Linked DNA regions of Mus musculus: all the other regions are linked to region 2. A link is a contact called in public Hi-C and HiChIP or PLAC-seq data. All regions are on one chromosome and are shown on one strand. Each heading gives the region's core, a stretch centred on a gene start, on an enhancer-like site or on the middle of the called end of the contact. The rest is flanking DNA. Distances are from core to core; before and after follow the strand shown. Region 1 has its middle 87 kb from the start of Gm15942. Region 2 holds the start of Grhl2 (grainyhead like transcription factor 2). Region 3 overlaps Gm35019 (a long non-coding RNA gene).

What was found. Hi-C and Micro-C count contacts between places; a contact is called where the count stands out from the background. HiChIP or PLAC-seq counts read pairs in DNA pulled down with a chosen protein or histone mark.
Region 1: a contact with region 2 is called in an H3K4me3 HiChIP or PLAC-seq map of embryonic forebrain, with 4 times the contacts expected there. The contact joins the enhancer-like site here to the promoter of Grhl2 in region 2. A contact is called at or near these places in 12 of 39 promoter capture datasets (the 3T3-L1 cell line, cranial neural crest, embryonic stem cells and 7 more), 1 of 484 Hi-C or Micro-C datasets (embryonic stem cells) and 4 of 115 datasets of contacts at active chromatin or transcription factors (astrocytes, embryonic forebrain, embryonic stem cells and 1 more).
Region 3: a contact with region 2 is called in a Hi-C map of uterus, with 2.6 times the contacts expected there. The contact joins the enhancer-like site here to the promoter of Grhl2 in region 2. A contact is called at or near these places in 12 of 39 promoter capture datasets (the 3T3-L1 cell line, cranial neural crest, embryonic stem cells and 7 more), 1 of 15 datasets of contacts at CTCF or cohesin (embryonic stem cells), 2 of 484 Hi-C or Micro-C datasets (bone marrow-derived macrophages and uterus), 5 of 115 datasets of contacts at active chromatin or transcription factors (embryonic forebrain, embryonic hindbrain, embryonic midbrain and 2 more) and 2 of 9 other capture datasets (embryonic stem cells and liver).

Annotation. Positions count from the first base shown.
Region 1 is chr15:37,784,864-37,789,273 of GRCm38.p6, forward strand. It overlaps a transcript of Ncald not described here. Among named protein-coding and RNA genes, the nearest start is that of Gm15942, 87 kb to the left of the region's middle. Within about 2 kb of position 2,123, at least 53 of the 459 cell types and tissues checked have an H3K27ac peak or open chromatin away from gene starts, as enhancers often do. A contact at or near this core is called in embryonic forebrain and hippocampal neurons, where this site is marked.
Region 2 is chr15:37,229,934-37,234,893 of GRCm38.p6, forward strand. Grhl2 (grainyhead like transcription factor 2) reads left to right here and starts at 3,103. Exons shown (of 16, transcript NM_026496.4): 1 at 3,103-3,473. The coding sequence starts at 3,454. Gm16136 (predicted gene 16136) reads right to left here and starts at 3,226. Exons shown (of 2, transcript NR_155442.1): 1 at 3,043-3,226; 2 at 1,988-2,894.
Region 3 is chr15:37,897,384-37,901,710 of GRCm38.p6, forward strand. Gm35019 (a long non-coding RNA gene) reads right to left here. Exons shown (of 7, transcript XR_383951.4): 2 at 2,250-2,533; 3 at 1,804-1,815; 4 at 1-371. Among named protein-coding and RNA genes, the nearest start is that of Gm35019, 8.4 kb to the right of the region's middle. Within about 2 kb of position 2,693, at least 10 of the 459 cell types and tissues checked have an H3K27ac peak or open chromatin away from gene starts, as enhancers often do. A contact at or near this core is called in pancreatic cancer cells and uterus, where this site is marked.

The DNA of each region.
Region 1 (4,410 bases), core at 873-3,372, 550 kb after region 2:
CCATGGACACAGGAAGCAAGGCCTGAACCCTGTGTGTCACTCATGACATCAACTTTTCAGGCAGCAGGGAGGGAAGCTCTGAGTCTTCTAAAAGCAGCCTTTTCCACATGCACAGAGGACTTCAGTCCAGTCCCAGAACGAGACCAACCTCTTTCCCCACTTCAGATGGCATGCACTTGGTGGCACTAATATCTGGTTCTCATGGAGCTTTCTTGGGCTACAAACCCCTCAAGCCATGCCTGAGTACTCAAGGGACCAGGTCCACCAGAACAACACTAGACATCAGATCACCTGGGCCTAGGGATGGTCTGCTACTGTAGAGCCAGTTAGAAGAACAAGAAATGTCCCTACTATTTCCACTGTCTGCCCAGACTCTCAGCCCAGTTCTACCGATTGTTCCCTGATCCCTGACCATTGGTGAGTCCCTCCATCTCTGGGTGCCCTGGTTCCCTTCACCCTTTACATGGGGTGGACCATGGGGCTCCAAAATGCCATGTTCTCTGCTCTGCCACCCTCCAGCCTTTCTTCTGTGTCCTTCAAGCAGTGCACTGGCTACAGCCCACTTAGCTTATGGTCAGGACAGTTTCGCCACTTGGGAGGTGCTAGGAGGTGAGAACAAGAGTGGCTAGGTACTTCCTGGACTACATAACTGCCTGCCAGGACAAAGCTGAAGAGCAGAGTTCTGTGGGCAGCACTCTGCAGCCAACCTGACTCCCAAAGTACTTCGAGAAACTGTTTTCACACTCCCCAGGCATAACACCACAAAAACACACACACACACAAACACACACACACACCTCATATACATACACACCTCATACATAACACACACCACACACACACACCACATATACCACACACATAACACCATACACATATACCATACATACACACTACACACATAACACCACACACACAAACACACACACACCTCATATACATACACACCTCATACATAACACACACCACACACACACACACACACCACATATACCACACACATAACACCATACACATATACCATACATACACACTACACACATATACTATACACACACACAAAACACACACTACACACACAGCACACAAACACACCACACACACACACTTCATACACATACACACCTCATACATAACACACACCACACACACACACACCACATATACCACACACATAATACCACACACATATACCATACATACACACTACACACACATAACACCACACACACATATACCATACACACACACAAAACACACATTACACACACAGCACACAAACACACCACACACACACATACACCATATGTACCACACACCACACCCACACACCACATGCACACACACACACAGACAGACACACGTAGACACACACATAGCCAATTCACTATCCCAACAGCTATATAAACAGCCCATTAACATAAGCTTGCTTCGTTTCTGCCACCCTTCATGGGACAAATGACAGAGTTTGCCAGACTAGATTGAATTCACACTTAGAATTCCAGGAGGTATTTCCCATGAACAACTGGTCAACCTATCTGAGGAAAATGTCTCAGATCCATGTCTACTTCTGCTCCCAAATTTAATACCACACAGGACAAAGATGACGATGTTTCAGTCCTGTGGGTGTGGGAGAAACCCCTCACACCTCTGCAGCCTTTTCTCTCCTCCCACTCCCTGTCAGGATCCTTCTGGGTGTGCGACATGGAGGCATTCTGGAAAGCAATCTGGTAGTTGCAAGAGATTGAATATAGAGTGTCAAGCGATCCAGCAGTGTCAGCTCTGAGTGCTCAGCCAAAGGAGAAACATGAACATACACTTACATGCCTATGTTAGTAGTGTGTTATGCACAAGAGCAACAGATGGGAGCCGCTGCCATGCCCAGCAACAGACAAATGGAGAGCCGGTCTGCTGTATGCAGTCAATGGAATGTACTCGGTCTTAATTAGGAAAGAAATCCCAGTATCTATCACAACATGGAGAACCTAAAGGCATTCAGTTAAGTGGAATAAATCAGTCACAAAAAGGTGAATATTAGGCACCACACCAATCACATGCTCTGACTCACGGGGCAGAAAGGAGGAAGGTGGCTGTCAGGGACTGAGGAGAGAGAAGAATGGGGAACTACTGTTAATGAGCCCAGAGCTTCAGTTCAGAAAGAGAAAAAACAGGCTGTAGAGAGGGGTGGCCAGAGACACAGTAACACAGATGTTCTCAGTGACACAAAATAGTCCACTTAAAGTGATTAAAATGGCAAACTTTATACCATTTATATATTGTCACACTTTTAATGTATTTAAGGAATACTTATTCCTCATTTAGTACACAAGCCATGTTCCTGGGACTACTTCAGCAAATCTTAAACAAAAGCTCTTTGTCCCCACCAAATGAGCTCAGCTCTTATGCTATGCCATTACTGCTGTTATGGTCCAAGCTCTTGTTGATCTGTTCCATGAATTAATTAAAAGGAAGAAGCCATGGTTGCAATAGGAAAGGTCTCCCATAGACTCATAGGTCTGCACTTGGTGAGGCAATTTTGGGAGAATCTTTAAACTTTCTCAGGTGGACCTAGCTAGAGGGAGTGGGGTAGGTCAGTGGGGGCATATTGCGCCCCCCCTGCCCCCCCACTTCCCGCTGCTTCTTATCCCAGTCTCTGTTTTCTAGCCATCATGAGGTGAACAGTCTGTGCCAGCCACTCCAGTTCCCAAAGTTTGTTCCCAAAGCACTAAGCTACAGAGAACCTTCAGAAACTAAGCAAAATATGCACTTCCTCTTTTAGAGTTACCCACAGTAGGTATTTGGTAACAGCCACAAAACGACTAACACAGGAACTCAAGCCAGTTCTGCTGCATCCTGAGAACCTAGCGCAGTGTAGAGCAGGTCCAAACTGCTCTGAATCATCCTTTGAATGCGTGGATGTGAGAAGCCCCCCCACCCCCCGCCACACACACGCACACACACAGAGAGAGAGAGAGAGAGAGAGAGAGACCTGTGTCTTCCTTTTCCCTCTTTTCTCCAACCCGGAGATGCTTTTAACTTCTCAAAGTTATGGAGTTGTCTTTTTGGAAACAGAGAATCGAGCCCTAGTAACCCCCCTTTAACCATCCTGTTCACGAGTAATACGTGTGTATATCTAAGTGCGTACATTGTGATTCTTCAGTCCCAAATTCCACTTATTATAAGCCATGTGACCTTTTTAAGTTTTTTAATTCTCCAAAGCCTGGTCCTCTCATCTGGAATGTAGATGTGCCACCAGAAGTCTACAGAACATCTGTTTCACAACCCACAATTAAAGGGCCTGTCTCCTGATGGCATCAGGTTTCTGCAAGAGAAGTAGCCTTGCTCCTCAGCCTGTGGCTCAGGAGTTAAAAGATCTAAGATGCAACAATGAGCTGGAGCGAGCCACTGTGAGCAATGTCAAGGTAGAGGCTCCCTCTTCCTGCCTGATGTACAAAACCCAGACCATGTAAAGGTTAGTGCCCCCCAGATAGCCTACAGTAAGAAGGAGCCCAAAATGCCACCAACTCCAAGAGGGCAAACCAAGATGAGCAAGAGGGCAGGTTCTGCTAACGATGCTTGAGTCACAATTCCAGTTCCAAGGGGGTCTGACTCATGTGTGTTGCATATACACACGCAGGCAAACATCCACACAAATAAAATAAAATAAAATAAAATAAAATAAAATAGAAAAATTGTCTGCGTTGGGGAGTTCCTAACACAACAGACTTGAATTCTACTTGAAATAAGGTTTTCTGGGGCTGGAGAGATGACTCAAGGGTTAAGAACCCTTGTTGCTCCTGCAGAGGACCCAGGTTTGATTCCCACGATCACATGTTATAGCTCCAGTTGCAGGAAATCCAATGCCTTCTTTGACTTGTCCATGCACCAGCACACACATACATGCAGGCAAAACATTCATACACACAGGATAAAGTCAATTCGTCTAAAGAAAAAAATTGTTTCCTAGAGGGAAAAAGTTACTACAAATATTATACTCTAGGCAAAGCACACAGAGCTCACAGAAAATGTGTTGTCTGCGTGGTGGTTTATCATCACAGTGGAAAGTTCCTGCTTTCTTTTATGGGTCCCTTCTGTCCCTGAATTCTGCCTTCACTGTCCTCCAATGAGAGTCTCTAGGATAGGAAGAATGAGGACAAAAGCTGTCACCACCTCCAAATCCCATACCCTGACAGACATCACTAATTGACCACAGCCTCCTCTCCTGCTGAGCCTGGCCCCAGCTTTCTAAGCAGCCACTACCAATCAATCAGAGATGACATGTAAAATGAAACCCACTTGTGTGGCTCCAGCCTAGGGGCTGGCTAGGTTTTTCTATAAAGAAGGAAGTCTGTATTGCACATTCTTATTTCTGTTTTTGTTTCATTCGTAGTCCTTTAAAACAGGGAAAGG
Region 2 (4,960 bases), core at 1,853-4,352:
GAAGGGAAAGTAAGCCAACAAGAGATTTCCACACAGCTCTGGGGATGATGGGTGCTCCTCCCGGTGGCTTCTGCTTCACCTCCTGCCCAGACTTCCTTTGGGGATGGACCATGGTGTAGAAATGTAAAATGAAATAACCTCTCTCCTCCAAGTTCCATCTGGCTGTGGCGTTTATAACAGAAACAGAACCCCAACCAAGAGTGGTGGAGGGGACAGTGGCTGAAGAGAACAGTGGGCGTCACAGGTGAATTCTCACAAAGGTTCAACCATTCTAAAAACACAGGATGACCTGAGCCTTGGAGATGCCCGAAGCCACCAAAAGGGGACTTGTGTCAAGGAGACTCGGGATCCTGTCCGGATCCTGGAAGCACAAGGGAGAATCACGAAGCTAAAATGGGGATGGGGTGGAGAGACAGCGGCAGCTGGAGCTGTTGGGTCCCTTGCTGAGTTTTTCCTCACTTGTCTGCAGACCTTTCTCTCCGTGAACAGAGAGAGTTAGGCCATAAAAATCTCCTCAGAAACTTGTAGTGGTGCCAGGTATGTTTGCTGCCTGGTGGTGGCCTTGCTGAAAGGCACTTGGTGGAAGTTACCTCTTCATGGGACTGTATCCCAGAGTCAGACAGTACACAGCTTTTCTTTGGGCTTTTTAGTTCCTAATAGGAAAGAATTTCACATTCCCTGTTCTGCCCCTGGCAGTCAGAGGGAGAAGTTAGAAAAGCACGTACTCACCATCCACAGGAAGACAGGGGACAGAGCCCTCCAGGAAAGGAAAGAGTGAGAAAGGCTGCAGGGTGGCTCACCCACACCAGGCCAGACACCATGCGCCTGCCGAATGCTCCAGAGTGCAAGAGGTCCCAGATCTCCTGATAACTACAAGCTCCAAGGGAAAGACAGCAGGCCCACCAGTGAGCAAGCCCATTCCCCACCCCCACGAGGTTACTGAAGAAGTTCTCATGACCTCATTGTACCTGGGAATGCAAAGTGAAAGGCTGCAGACAGAGGAAGGAGGTTCTGCCACGGGGGAACCAGAGCAAACTCAGAGGAAAGGGAGGCAGAGGAAGCCAAGGAAAGGCAGGGAAACCCTGTAATAAAACGACACCCTCAAAACCAGGAAAGCTAGTGTAGCCATGGCAAAGTCACAGAACTGTATTTTAAAAATAACCAAAACTCAGAGTTCTTAAAGTAGCAGAGGTGTGGTGATGAATGCCTGGGAACTGGGCAGAGGACAAAACACTTGAAAACAGCCTGGCCCACATGGCAAGGGTCAGGCCAGTGAGGGCTGCACAAGGAGACCGCCCTCCAAAGTGAAATAAAACAAAAAGAAAATACCGTAAATCCTCAAAGAAGACTCAGGGCATAGGACAAGGTGTCCCAGGATGACAGCCAATCCATAAAACAGATCATCTCCATTGGATCTGGAGGGTAGGAGCTCTGCAGGCTTGTTTGCAGGGAGAAGATGGAATGGGATATTTGGTCTTTTGGAAACTAAATTTTACAGTCACTTGGTAGATTTGTTATAGAACCATATCAGGATAGGTTCGTAATAAACTAAACAAAAGGTAAAAAAGGAAACCACCACACTACATCAGTGCTCTCTGTTGCCACTGAAACTCGACCAGATACATACTTCTTAGTCTCTAACCTGAGGAGGGACCATGATGGGGGCTGGAACTGGAAGCAAAAGAGTAGAGGAGTTAGCAGCTCATAACGAGTAGCAAGTGTTCAAACCACAACGTTGATGCATCAGGAGATGCGCACAACAGGGGGCAAGCCACAGAGCCACCCGCCCACCCACCCGGCATCGGCGGAATGTGACTGTCTCTAGAGGAGGGAAAAAGAAAGTAAGGTGCACACGGATACCGTGTTCAAACTGTGTTAAAAATATATTGTTTCTAAAAAGTACCTGTATGGGTGCTTATGTTATTATCTAAAATAAAATAGAATCGTTAAAGTCAGTTGCTAAGAGTGGAAATAAAGAACAACCAAACCTAGTGCCGTAATTTAATTCCCCCAAATCATGTGACCTGCAAAGGTTTAATACAGAAGTTGTGTCAAATCTGACAGCTCCAGTGCTCCAGTGTTGACTTGACATAAATGTGGCAAAGCTTTCCATACCCTCCTGTATTTCCACCACGCTCATGTATGGGCTAGATCCCTGTCAGAACTCCCACAAATACTTAATTCTCGTAGCAGCGATTATAAATGACACCTGGCTACTTCGCACTGTTCCGGACCAGAAGAGAACCCACACAAACAAGTCACTTTCATCCTGCGTTGTTCCCCTGGCAACCATATTAAACTGCAAGGATAAAGAGCCTTTGTAGTAGCTGCTTCTATTGAATTACAATGTAAATGTTGATGCTTGCCTAGAAATGTCAACGGGCGACAGGCTTATGGAACAGATGCAGTAGTTGTTCCGCAGCGCAGGAATCCCAGGCTGCGGAGAGATGCAAGAGGTGCGCCCGGGCCACCTTAAGAGTCTATTCAACCGAATCTCCTTTCTCCATTAAAGCCACGCCGCACTTCATAGATCCAGTTCAGGAAAGGTCGCTCGACTAGTTGAAAACTGAAAACGACCTGCTATCTTCTATGCATCAGAGCAGGAGAAGAGTTTGTTGTGGATAAGAATGCTAACAATGCAATTACGCAAGAGACCCGGCAATCCGTTCCTTTCCCACTCAGCATAGCGTAACTCTAGTTCCCTGACTCTTCTGCCCGCCACACAGTTTTCGTCCCGCGAGTGTCAAGTGGCAGGTGGTGAACTGGCCATTTGGTTCCGGGTGGCTTGTTGATTTCTGGGTTCAGCATTCTGTCGTCCTTCGGTTTGACCCACGGTACCTAGTGTCTGTAGTGGCGCTCCCCGCTCCGTCTCTCCCATCACCTCTACCCTGCCCCTAGTCAGGGAAGAAAGCCAAAAGTGGGTAGAAGTCAGCTCGCAGAGTCTCCAGCGTGCCACCGCTCCACTCAGGTAAACTTCGCAGTGAGTGACCTGCACTTGGAGAAGGGCCTTACCTGAGCGCGCCTCTGCCAATGGCAGCTCACCTGAGGGAGCACCGCAGCCAATCACCGCGCAGCTCGGCCCTCGGGCTTGTACCCTTTAGTGAAAGAATTCAGCGCCTTGCGAGAAAGTTACCTGTGGCCGCCCAAGTCCGCCACTTTGCGCTCTGTGTCTGCCCATTGCAGCGATCCGGGAGGACTCCGCGCCGCCGGGCCGCCTCCGAGCGCGGGCCCCATGTGAGGGCTCCCTCCCCCCATCCCACCTTTCCGGCTAGGTGAGGGCGCGAGCGAGCGGGCGAGCGAGAGTGGTGAGGGGGGACGAAAGCAGAATTACCTGTAGCTCTTGTTCTGCCATCTCGGGCGCTCTCACACACCTTCACCTGCACAGACTTGAAAGTCCAGTTTCACCAGAGGCTGAGGCTCCAGGAAAAGGGGAGCGAGTTCATTGGATCAAACATGTCACAAGAGTCGGACAAGTAAGTGGGTCGCACGCGCCGGCGGCGGCTGCCGCTGCCCCTTTGGGCTGATGGCAACTGGTTTGTTGTGTTTTTGTTTTTTTTGTTTTTGTTTTTGTTTTTTAAGTCGCTATTGTTGGATTTTGATTTTGTATTTTTTTCCTCTCTTTTTACTTTTTTCTTTTTGGTGTATCCAGACCCTCTCGGATTATTTCTACCCCGATTCAGGGGAGAGACCCTACTCGAACGTGAATGTTTAAAACCCGTTTTGGGGCCTTGCAAGTAAACGTGGGTTTTCTTTGCTTCCTCCCCGACGAATGAGCTCAGCTCCCACTGCCCCGACCAACGGACCCTTGGGCACTGATTGAGGTTTTGGCAGATGGTGGCGGGAGGCCTGTAGTTAACCCCCTTGCCTGGAGGTGCTCCCCAGCCTCAGACTTCCTGGGCCGGTTGGAAGTTCAGTCGACTTCCTTCGATTAGGCCAAAGGGCCTGCTGGAAAAGCGGTCTGGGCCTCTTTTGTGTGCGCTCAACAAAGGCCTTTTATGCGATTGCAGACACGGCCATCTTCCCCACTGCGGCGACCCGGGGTGCATGTGCGCCCCAGCGCGGGTCTCCGACGGGACGGAGGAGCGGGCAGGCCGCGATGGCGGGTCCGTGGGTGTGCCCGCGCCTCGCTCCTTCCCGCAGCCCACGCAGTGGCCAGTCACCTCGCGCAGGTGCGGGACAGGACCTCTCGGGAATGGGGGACTGATTTTGAGGCCGAGTACGAAGGGGTGCCCACACTTGGGCCGGTCTCCCTGCGCCCCGACGTCTCTGGCTCATACGCGTCCGGTGACCGCGCGGCCCACTGTTCGGAGGCCGCCACCTCGGGCGTGGGGCTCGATCGGCCTTCGCCGAGGCTGTCGAGGGCAAGGGGGTGGGGGAGCATGGTGGAGCACCGGGACTCCGGGCTCTCTGCGTCCTCGACCGGAGCTCAGGCCTGCCGGGAGCCGCGTGAGCCGCGGGGCGCGGGGCCTGGTCCGTCGCGGTCCCCGCCTTGGGGACGGCTTTGTGCGAGCCGGGGGAGGTGGGGCCGAGGGCGGGAGCGGGCGGGAGCGGGAGGGAGCGGGAGGTGGGTCCCGCTGCCCTCCTTCCATTCGGTGGCGACACTTCCTTCCCCCTCCTCCCGGGGCGTCCTAGGCCGGGAACTGGCTGCGTCCTATTGGAAAGGCTCAGAGGCCGCACTTTTGCTGCCCCTAGTAACTTAACCCGGCTGGTGTGGCCATTCCAAGGAGACCTTCCTGAGAGTCTTGACCGAGAAAAGCACAGGACCAGTCCCCAGGTTGAGGACCTGGAAGGGAGGAGGGCGGAGAAGGAAAGCCTGCCTAACCCGATTTTGGATGGGCACTGTCACGATGCGGCCGATGTCCAGGACGCTTGTTTTCATACTTTAAAACTTACTACTCTGTCGCCCTTTAAGATTTATCTGCGCAAGTAGATACCGGAATCGAAGAACTAGTATTAGGAA
Region 3 (4,327 bases), core at 1,443-3,942, 670 kb after region 2:
GCTACATAATAAATTCTAGCTAATAATAAATTCTCCCTGTTTCAATTATGACCATTTCTATGTTCCCCAGAAAGGCAACCTTAGAATAACAACTTCCAGCCCCAAAGCCCAGGGAACTGGAATGATAACTCTTCATAACTTCTTCAAGCTGAATATGGGCGTTGAGATATCTTTGAAGGGGAGGAAGGGTAGAAAAAAATGAGGGAGTTGGTTGGCCTTAAGAAGGCCACCCCAATGATTGTTACAGTCTCTGATGTCTGTGTCCTGACTGGATCCGGCTGAAAGTCCAAGACATCAGGAGATCAAGCAGGTCAGTTCAGCATGTCTGATGATGAGACTCACCAAGGCTGTATAGTCTGTAATATACAAATCTCAAAACAAAATTTTAGTATCATCAAGATATCCTTTTTGTTTGATTCTCTGGAATCTAGTCCTGGGGGGGAGGGGGTCCCTCTATCAAATTTGATCCATATTACTCTGGAAGGTGTATAGACACCAATCACCTTCTCTAAAAATGCAAAGACAAAACCTTTCTCCCAAATCAGCTTATGCTTGAGCCAGTAACCAGAAAAACCTTTATTTTGACATCTCTCCCAGAAGGATAATATAACCACAAAACTCAAAATCACACCCATCTTGAAAATTAATCTAAAACAAATGAAGCAAACTAAAATACTATTATGTGCCTATTCTTAGGCTTTTTCTATTTTGTCATGCAAGATAATAACCCAACGTTCCCATGGAGCCCACGTTAGAGAATATGAGTTAGGTATCTTGAAGACCTTTCTATGCCATCTTTAAAATAATTGATTCACACTTCTGTCTATACTTGATTATAAGCAGGCAGCTATTCAAACCAGGATTTAAATTCAAAATTCCCGTAGAGCCCATTTTAGACAGAATATGAGTATCCTATAACACTTGTTAGAGCAATTTATCTTTATACCATCTTTAAAGCAATTAATTCAAACTTTCATTAATATCTGCCTATAGGAAGCAGGTAGTTTTTACTTGTTAAGCTCTCCACCTAGAGCAGCCATCTTGTTATAACATCTATTGCTTGGGCTCTCTACCTGGAGCCACAGACATTTATTTTATTAATACCTGTTATAATACCTATCTGTTGAACTCTCTACCTGTAGTCACAGACTTTTAATAATTAATATCTGTTCATAGCAGGCAGTTATCACTGCTCTCTCTACTTGGAGTCAGTGACTAATTTTCCCTATCCTAGCTCTGAACCACAGGTGAAATTCCCCACATGATTTAAACAAAATCTGTATATAAATCTATCCTAAAAGCAAATAATCCCAATGTTATAAATTCACAGTTAAATCAATATCTGCCCCAAGATAAAGGCAGCTTCCATTCTCCAGCTCTCTGACTCAGAGCAGCCATCTTGTCTCTTTCCACAGCAGGGGACCTCAGAGCCCTCTTTTTTTTTTTTTTTTTTGTTTGTTTCAAGGCTCCCTCGCTTAAGTACACATGACTCATCATCCCAGCACCACCTTTCTCTCACTTAGAAAATAAAACTCTAACTCTCAGGCTAATAATCTTAAATTTCTAGTGGATTCTTGCCTAACACGTTGGTTTACCACATGTTGTGGGAAGCAATAAAAAGGAACCTTGCCATGCTATGGCCAGTCAAGCACTGGTGGGCAAGTCTCTCTGACTCAGAGCTCCAAAATCTCTCCACCCAGATAAGTTCCCACTGGCAGGTCACTACCACACCAGCCCCGTGCTTCAAAACTCCTACATCCTTTTGGGGGACACATCAGGCAAACCCATGCTTTGCTGCCATACCTTTCTCTCTCTCTGGAACACCGCCGAGCCACCACATGAAGGAAAACAACACAAAGTTAGTTCAGAAACAATGGTAACTCAATCACTGACTACAACAACGAGAATTCTAATCTTGTAAGCTTTATTAAATGTAAATCCTCCTGTGGCAAATCCTGGCAGATTCACTATCTAAACTGGGAGACACTAGTAGCCAGATCTTGTCCTTTCCCTGTCTCTGTCAAAAAACCCTTCTCCTGCTTCCTCTCTTCCTCTGACCAACCCCGGAAGTCCCTGTGTTTCCATTTTCTTGACATAGAAAATATATTTCTTTTTTTTTTATTCTCTAAAATTTTTCTTAAGGACTTCACCCTCTTATCTTTAAACCAAATAGTTTTTCTTTCTTTCTTTCTTTCTTTTTTAATTCAGTTTCCCTTCTCTTTTATAGTTTTCTAAACTCAATACCTTACCTGCTCAGATGTCTGTGGCTTTTCAATCCTATTGCAGCTCAGGGTAAGTGCTCCTCTGTCCTTCTGCACATTTCCAGGCTCCTCGGACTAGCATGTATCTGTAGTGGCCAGCTCCACCCTCTCAGCTCAGTTCAGAAGGTTGTCCCATTGGCTTTGCCTCCTGCCAGTTCTAGACAGGCCACTCCCACCTGCTGTGCTTCTGTGAGGGTTCAGGCCTTCACCCAAGGGCACCCATGGGTATTCTTGGTGCCCACTTGCCCTGCCACATTTGGCTGGGCTGCCACCTGTCATCAAGCATCAGGATGGGGGCTCAGTGGGCCTGGACTGGGGTGCTGAATTTCCCATAAGCCTCAGCATGAGTCATACCTTCCACCCAGCAGAGCACTGGCTCCCCAGAGCAGCATGCAACATGAGAAGTGTTTCCTGTGGGGCTGTGCCTTGAGGCTCTGGTTCCTCACTCTACTGCCTCATACAGGCCTCTGCTCTCCCTAGAAGATGGCCATGGTGCACCTTGGAGGGATAAGAGGCCTGTATTTCCATACTCAGCCTCTTCATGTTTTTTTGCCTCCACTGTTCACTGGCTTCTGTGGCCAACCACACCAAACGGAGCAGCCTGCCCACCATCACAGAGCAGTATGCTAAACCATCCTTCCCAATGGCTTCTCAGGCTCTAAACCTGGATAACATGCCCCACATTGGGTGTCATCTATTAAAGTGTTTGTTTTTCCTCCTGGTTCCAAGCTCCCATAATAACCACTCAGACTCAAAATATATTTACAGATATCTAGGCCATATAGCTAGGCTCTTCTCTGATAACCCACTTATATTAGCCTATATTCTGCCATGTGGCTGGTCACCTCTGCTCAGGTATCATTCATCTGTCCTCCTCACATCTTCCCCAGCAACTCTTCCCACACCTGGCTCTTTCCCAGAATCCTCTCTGCCTACCAGTTGTCCCACCTTCTAGTCTACCCTTTTCTATAGGCCGTAGGTTTTCTTAATTGACAGGTGATTCGTCCATAAAATACACAAGCTGTTCTCTGTACACACATTCTCACTTCCTACTGCATCAGAGTCTGTGTGCATGACTTTCAGAATCCATATCCAACGACCTCTTCCCTAAACCACTCTCTCACCTTACCTTAAAATACACACTGGAGAATTTTAAATGTGGTTCCTTCCACAACCTAAATTCCATCCTTATCACTCCAGAAATTAATTTTGGTATCAGATTACCAGTTCTCTGTCTCCCTTTGTATCATGGTTAAAGTATAACCAAACACAAGAAAGAGCTGTTTATCCTGACAGGAAAAAACCCTTTAAGGACTGCATTGTTCACTCTGTCTCCCGCCACTGAACAGTTTGTTATAATTTCCTGTTTCCCTCTAATTGCTTTCTCCCCTGGCTGCTCAGAACCAGAGTTTTAAAGTTGAATTCTTCTCTCTGAGACTAATAGAAACTACAACTATTCACAACTAAAGAAATACTACATAATGCTTCTTTCCCCTTCCCTCCCTTTCCCCCACCCCGTTACTCTCTTCCAGCACAAATAACTGTTTTGACCAATCAGGTGAGTCCATCAACTCATTCCAGCCAGCTTTTCAGACCTGCTTCTTTCTCTTTATGTATTAGCACAAATTGAATAGCAATCAAAATATGAGTTCACATTTGTCACCCAATGACATTTGAAAGTTGGTCCCCAATCATTATGTAAAGACCTGGCCAGTACCACGGCCTTTTCTAGTCCTTGAGTTATGGACTCTCCCAAGAACTTTATGAAGCAAACAGCTATGTTTTAGAGTGGTTTCAACTTATCTCCTTTTTTCCTGTTTCAACATGTTCCTACAATGGCAAAAACTGATACAGGTGGTTACATGTTGAGACAACTGCACACAGCTGTACAAATTAGAGACCTCTCTGGTAAGGAGAGAGGACTGCCTGCCGTTCCTGCCATAGACTTTCCCCCTTGCTTTCATGAACACTCTGTTAGGGAGGGGTGATTTCTTAACCTTCTGTGTGCTCCAACTGGCCTAGATCAGAGCAGGGATGTAGGTCCAGTGAGAGACAGGAAATGGCCC